Regions from separate parts of the Mus musculus genome. Here region 2 is linked to region 1. A link is a contact called in public HiChIP or PLAC-seq data. All regions are on one chromosome and are shown on one strand. Each heading gives the region's core, a stretch centred on a gene start, on an enhancer-like site or on the middle of the called end of the contact. The rest is flanking DNA. Distances are from core to core; before and after follow the strand shown. Region 1 has its middle 27 kb from the start of Inip. Region 2 overlaps Snx30 (sorting nexin family member 30).

The links. HiChIP or PLAC-seq counts read pairs in DNA pulled down with a chosen protein or histone mark.
Region 2: a contact with region 1 is called in a CTCF HiChIP or PLAC-seq map of the NIH/3T3 cell line, with 8 read pairs. The contact joins two enhancer-like sites. A contact is called at or near these places in 3 of 15 datasets of contacts at CTCF or cohesin (CD8 T cells, the NIH/3T3 cell line and pro-B cells), 7 of 484 Hi-C or Micro-C datasets (alveolar type 2 cells, bone marrow-derived macrophages, embryonic fibroblasts and 1 more), 5 of 115 datasets of contacts at active chromatin or transcription factors (embryonic stem cells, extraembryonic endoderm stem cells, microglia and 1 more) and 2 of 9 other capture datasets (adipose tissue and pancreatic islet).

What each region holds. Positions count from the first base shown.
Region 1 is chr4:59,755,318-59,758,610 of GRCm38.p6, reverse strand. It overlaps a transcript of E130308A19Rik not described here. Among named protein-coding and RNA genes, the nearest start is that of Inip, 27 kb to the left of the region's middle. Within about 2 kb of position 1,825, at least 54 of the 459 cell types and tissues checked have an H3K27ac peak or open chromatin away from gene starts, as enhancers often do. A contact at or near this core is called in the NIH/3T3 cell line, where this site is marked.
Region 2 is chr4:59,868,115-59,871,431 of GRCm38.p6, reverse strand. Snx30 (sorting nexin family member 30) reads right to left here. Exons shown (of 9, transcript NM_172468.2): 3 at 3,084-3,194. Among named protein-coding and RNA genes, the nearest start is that of Slc46a2, 45 kb to the left of the region's middle. Within about 2 kb of position 1,606, at least 49 of the 459 cell types and tissues checked have an H3K27ac peak or open chromatin away from gene starts, as enhancers often do. A contact at or near this core is called in the NIH/3T3 cell line, where this site is marked.

The DNA of each region.
Region 1 (3,293 bases), core at 576-3,075:
TGTAGATCGGCAAAGAGAAGGTGAGGTCTAGAATCCTCCATTCGTGGTGTAGCATCAGTACCTCTGGCTTGGGAACTTACTCTGTGTGAGGAGACATCTGGAGCGTAGGCGGGGGGTGGGGGTGGGGGTGGGGGTGCAGGCATCAAGCAGTATTCACATTTTTTTTCAGCCAGATAATGTGTATTAATGTATAAGTCCCAATCTTCCCAGCTATACTCTGGAGGAACAAGTTGACTGGTTCCCCATGCCTGATTCTGCAACCTGTCCCTGGCTGGTTAGTTTTTAAATGATTTCTTCAGACAGGATCTTAAGTAACCCAAGCTTATGTAGCCAAGGATGACAAACACCTGATCCTCCTGCCTCCCGCTCCCAACTGCTGGGGTCACAAGTGTGTGCCACTACGTCTAGCTAAGACTTCTAAAACAACCTTTTTCTAAGTTAAATGGACTTCAGTGAGCCTAAAGGAGGCAGGATTTGTTTTCCTAATTAATTGAGCGTGGGATTTGGAATCAGGAAGTGATGTTGGTTTACTTTATCCAGCTTACTAGCTCTGTAGGAATTTGGGAAGTTAAAGCAACTTATCTGAGTCTTGGTTGCTTAACAACTACCTGGGAATAATTAGACACACTCTGCAGAGCCATTGTGAAGGTTAAGGGAACTAGGCAGCCCAGGGGTGTCCTTCCCAGTGCTGACCGGTCAGACTTGGGTCTTCATTTGAAAAGTGGGTGGATGCAGTAGTAAGTCGCTCGCTCTATCAGCCTCATTCGATGAGGCTTCGGAGCTATTTTCCCTTTCAGTGGAGAGGAGGAAGCTATGTAGTCAGTATGAGTATTGATGGGGTTACTATGTGCTTACCAACAAATTAGACACTCTTTCTTTGGGGGGTGGGGTGCTCTTAAGCATTTCCATTGCTGCAGTAGCTGAGTCATGAGAAACTTGGGTTAAATGCAGCATGACTGTAATGAGCAACTTGAGGAAAATCTCCAGGACGGTAGGCACAGAGCCAGACATGCTCAGACTACCGTGGGCAACAGTCAAAACGTGGCTTAAGGATATTTCTCATTGGCCTTCTCCTGGCCTCTCAGAGAGGAGGGGTATCTAGTTCCCACCAGTCGGCTTTTCTTTATGTTTTACTTATTTATTTGAGACAAGCACTTGCTGTGTAGCTCGGGCTAGCCTTGAACTTGCAATCCCCCAACTCAGATCCCAAGAGCTGAGGTTCCAGGTGTGCACAACCACAGTTAGTTTAAATGGACTCGCTTATATAGACAAACACAAGGGACATCTTAGGAACAAGGCTGAAGCAATACAATGTTTTTCTTTTGACAAAGAATTCAATTTTTGTTGTGAAGAAGTGAAATTTCTTAAACTGGACACAAAATTGAAATTTTTACTGTGTTCTGTTCACAGCTGTCTGTGAGCAGCACCACAACAGGCTCAGCCTTAGCTTAGACTACAGCAGAGCTTGTCTAGGGCAAATCAGCCAACTTCCTTGAGGTCTTACTAGTTTGCATTTTCCATACATAAAGTAAGCTCGCCCTCACCCCCCTTAAAGAGTAATCAGTGTCTCATAAAAGATGGATACTTGAAAGGATGAGATATAACCATTTTGTTCATTTGAGTGGTAACAATATGGCCACCTTTAGCTTCAACCGACAAAATTAGCAATGTTGTCTAGAGATAACAAATTAACTTTAGAAACTGGAAACCTGGAAATTAGAAAAAAAAAAAAAAGATCTCTCAAGAAGGCATGGTAGCATACTGAGAAATTCTAGACTAGCAGTGTGACTCGTGAACCCTGGAGATGAGCCAGCCGAGAGATAGATACCATAGCAGAGCTGAGGGTGGTGCCAGCAGAAGCTGGCTGCCAAGTGAGCCGTGAATCATCGCCCAGGATCTGTCAGGACATTTCAGTTTCCACATAAATACTATCTTGTTCAGATCTTAATGGTGTGTCTCTGAACATGCCGAAATGCTTTACGCTTTTAATAAGATGAATTAATGCAAAAGGTAATAGAATTTCACATTTTTTTCCCAAACGCCATTTATGGGTCTCAGCTGACAAAGTAGAACAGAATCCAAGGAATGGGGACCATGTCACTTGACCAAAGAGAACATTTCTTTCACAGCTTTGGTTAGATACAGCATCTGTTTTAAAACACAGAAAACAATGGAAAAACTGTGGCCTCTGAAGACCCCTCTGGTCTTCCTTCTCTTGTTTTTGCTTGTGTGAGGTATCAGGCTTGGTTGTGCTGGAGGTAGAATTCACAGGCATGGGTGTGCTCACTGGACCACATTATCAGGTTTGGTTTCCTCTTCAAGTTTACAATGTAAGGAACAGAATCTCAGCAATGGAGGAAATAAGTGAAGCATGTTACTGACATTTTTAATTAGAAAGAAAGAAAACTCATTGCATGCCTAAGATACAGCTGAATGCCAACCTCTTCGTGTCCAGTGGGATCTCCTGCTGATAACCTATTACCTGGCAAACCATTCCCCGGAGAGAGGCCTGGGGCAATAGGGAGGTAGCACCTACAACTGCAATTTATTTATCGTTTATGTGTGTGGGTGTTTTACCTGCATGTATGTTTGTCCTCTATGTTTGTGCCTAGTGCCTGTAGGGGCCAAAAGGGGGTGTCAGATGCAGACTGTGGACTGCCACGTGGGTGTTTAGAGTGGAACCCAAGTCCTCTGAAGAATAGCTCTAGTCCTCTAATTAATGAATGTTAAGTGTTTGGGGGACAGAGTCTCATTCGGTAGCCCAAGATGACTTAAAACTCACTGGGTAGCCTAGGTTGGCCCTCAACTCATAGTAAACCTCCTGCCTCAGTTTCCTGAATGCTGAGACTGCAGGTGTGTGCCACTCTGCCTACCTCCCCTCCTGTTAGAGCAGTACAAAAGGTGTTGAGGAATGATCTCACCCAAGATCTAAGGGTCCTCTCAGAACACAGATGCAGGGCTCAGAGGCAACTTGCATCTAGGTTAACTAGGGAAAGAATGTTTTAGTGCTGGGAATGGACCCCAAGCTCTTGCACCTTCGGCGAGGCAAGCATTCTGCCATTGAGCCGCTGCCCCAGCTCAAACGTAAAGCTCTTGATAACCATGCCAGCTGTGGAGCACAGAAACCCAAAGGTGAGTGGAGACCAGCTGGAGCTTGCTGCATCCCTTCTGTGGCACCGGCACAGAGCTGACTGGAAAGTCAGAATAACTCAGCCACAAGCTCTCTGGCCTCCACAGCATGGCGTCCCAGGCACACAGTTACCTCGCCTTGCCAGTGGGCTCCCCCAGCTGCG
Region 2 (3,317 bases), core at 357-2,856, 110 kb before region 1:
CGTTCCTACCAAGATTAGCTACCGGGTCTAGTGAGGACGCAGCTGCTGCTTAGATACTGAGAGGTGACTTCTAACAGTTTCTGTAGGATGATGTGTTCATTCCTCATTTGACTTCTCTATTTAAACAGAAATACTTCCCTGAATTAAATCTCTCTACTTCAGCTAAGGGTCAAGGTCTTGTGAAGAAACTTAAGTCTCTGCCTGCTTCTAAAGCACTTCCCTGCCCACCACACTGCCCAGCCACTGGAGACTACAGAAGACTATCTGGATCCTCCAGAGACACATACACTGCCTCGTGGGAGCTACAGACTGGTGGCACTACATTTTACCAGCAGGTGTCACTCTCGAGCTTTTGAGTCTCAAGTGCCAAACCAGAAAGAAAAGAAACAGAACAGCCAAGAGGGGAGCAGGGCTTGGGCAACAGTTTCCCTGCAAAGAGCAAAGAGAGAACAGAAACCCCTAAGTCATGTGACCTGGATTAACAGTTTACTGCGGTGGCTTTCTACTCCTAAACACCTTACTCCATCTTCATGGTCTAACCAAGAAAACCTTGAGACAAATGTCCACTGAACCTTGCTAGCAAACCCCAAAACTGTCAAAGGTTGTCAAAGACCAGGAAAACTTGAGAAACTGTTACAAGCAAAAACTGCCAAAGGGGTTATGTATGACCGATGTCCTGGTAGGGAGCCTGGAATGAAACACATCAGGCAAAATACTCACCTCGGAATAAAGTACCGAGTAAACAAAGCTTATCAAATGATGACGCCAGCTAGCCCATTAACTGGGACAAGCATTTCACATCTGTGCAGAATGTTAGCCATGAATGCAACTGGGTACTGAGTATGGGAAACCCTGTTCTCCTATTTTTACAATAACCCGAAAACTCTTCTGAAATAAAAAGCATATGTTTAAAAAAAATTACCACTAGCTGCCAATTTGGCCAAGTAGGATTCTATTTTAAGGTCTTGTTCCGACTGCTTTAAAATGGCTGCTTCTTTTTCAGGCACGTTCTTAAGTGACTGGAGGGCAGAAAAGTAAAGAAGCAGACTCAAAAGACCAGACAGGACTTAGGGTGGCAAAAGAGAAGTCTGGGGACAGCGGATTCCTGCGGGCCCCATTGCCTCCAGCCCTGTCCTGGCCACAGGGATCACCTTACCTCAAAACCCTACAAACATCCAGTATTCACTGCACACATAGCCATGGTGGGTGACAGAGGTGAGAAGGTGAAGATACGACTGGGAACTGGGCAGCCCCTGGGGTTAGTCAATCAAGGTCTTGTCAAAGGATAAATTGGCCTTTGAATAGTCATACGCTCTAAACTTTCCTAAAGTCTCCAAAGACAAGTAATAATTATCTTAACTTAAAGGCCTTGGAAAACTACCCAATGTATATTGATTATTAGGTCTTTAAAATTTTAGTTATCACCCATTTTAGAAGGGGGGGGCAGGGAGTTGTACGGGGTGGGTCCATTCACGTTGCTTCAGTACAGAGGAGTGAGTGGTTTTCTTGCTTGAGTTTTAAATAAAAAACTGTGGTTGTGAAGGGATGGTGTGCCAGATTCCTGTCCCCATTGGCCACAATCTGAAGCGTCGGCTTTGCCTTCTTGGTAGGCAGCCAAACCTCAAGAAGAATGTCTGCCAAGTGGGAAAAGCAGTTTTGGTCGGTGAGACTCACTTCCAAGCATCAATCTTTTTGCTTTTTGTTGTTGTTTGTTTTTCCAGACACTGTCTCGTACAGTAGCAGAGACTTGATGGAACTCATTATGTAGCCCAAGATGACCTTGAACTCACAGTAATACTCCTGCCTCTACCTCCTCAGTGCCAGAATTATAGATGTAAACCAGAATGCCCAGCTACCAAACTTCAGTCTTTTAAAGAGGTGGGGTATTGGGATATTTCCCTTTTCAAAAAAAATAAAGACAGACAGACAGAGACAGACAGAGACAGACAGTAATAATACAAGTGAAAATCAGAGCCAGGCACCATAGCTGTACACAGGGCTGAGGCAGGAGGATTGCCACAGGCTTGACGCTAACTTGGGTTAGATAGTGAGTTCTGGGCCAGCTTGAGAAATAAGATAATATCTTGTACTGGGAAAAAGAAACTTGAGCAGGGTGGTGTAATCCTGTAGTCCTAAATACTGAAGGAGCTAACGCTGCCTCCAAGTTCAAAGCTCTCCTAGGCTACAAAATGAGCTCAAGGCCAGCTTGAGTAGCTTAGTAAAACTCTGCCTCAAAGAGTAGGGGTCCAACTCGGTATAGAGCATATGAAGAGCAAGTATGAGTGCCCTGGTTTAACCCTCAGTACCACATAAGAGAGAGACAGACAGAGACAGAGGACAGATGGAGAGACAGAGACAGGGAGCGGGGAGATGGCTCAGGTAGTAAAAGATCTAACTGAAAAGCTCCATAGGCCAAGTTCAGTCTCTGGAACCCATGTGAGAAACTGTGTGCAGTGGTGCACATCTGCAACCCCAGCACTCCTGCAACTGAGATGGGAGGCAGAGGCAGGAGACTCACCACACGCACGCACCAGCAGCCGGGACTACAGGGAGCAGCAGAAATAAGAGAAACCATGCAACCAGGTGGAAAGCAAGAGCCAACTCCTGAAGTTGCACTCTGACTTCAAATGTGTGTTATGACATGCATGTGTGTGCAGAAACACACACAGACATATACACATGCACAAACATACACACACACATACATAAATAGTGTTTTGTATTTTTTTTCTTTTTTAAAGAAAGGAGGATGGGGGGATGGTATGGGGGACTTTTGGGATAGCATTGGAAATGTAATTGAGGAAAATACGTAATAAAAAATATTAAAAATTTTAAAAAAAAAGAAAGAAAGGAGGATGGGAGGAAAGAAAAAAGTAAAAATCCAGCCCACCTTACCTAGCAGGCTGGCAGTGCAGAGTAGAAGCTGAGAGTGTGAGACACTTCACCTCTATCTTGCATGCACTCTTGGTGAGTGCATTCAGTATAAAATGCTGAGTGAGCCCATCACTGCTAAGAACTGAGCACTACCCGTGTGGGTCTAACTCGGGAAAAGATAGAACAAGCAGCAGTGACTTACTACCTACGGGAATGAGATGAGTGGGCTGCGACTCTTCCAGTTTGTTCCTCAGCCAGTCGAAATCCTGGTATCGCCGACGAACAGAATATTCTGGCAAGTCAAACTCCACCCGTGTGCTCTGCAAGTAAGAAGAGAGAGGGGAGTGCACATGTGAGGAGGAGTGTTTTCTGGCCAGGGGAAGGAGACACACACTTTCAGAAATCAAATAAGGCGAAGACACCCCTCCTTCCGCCCATGCACA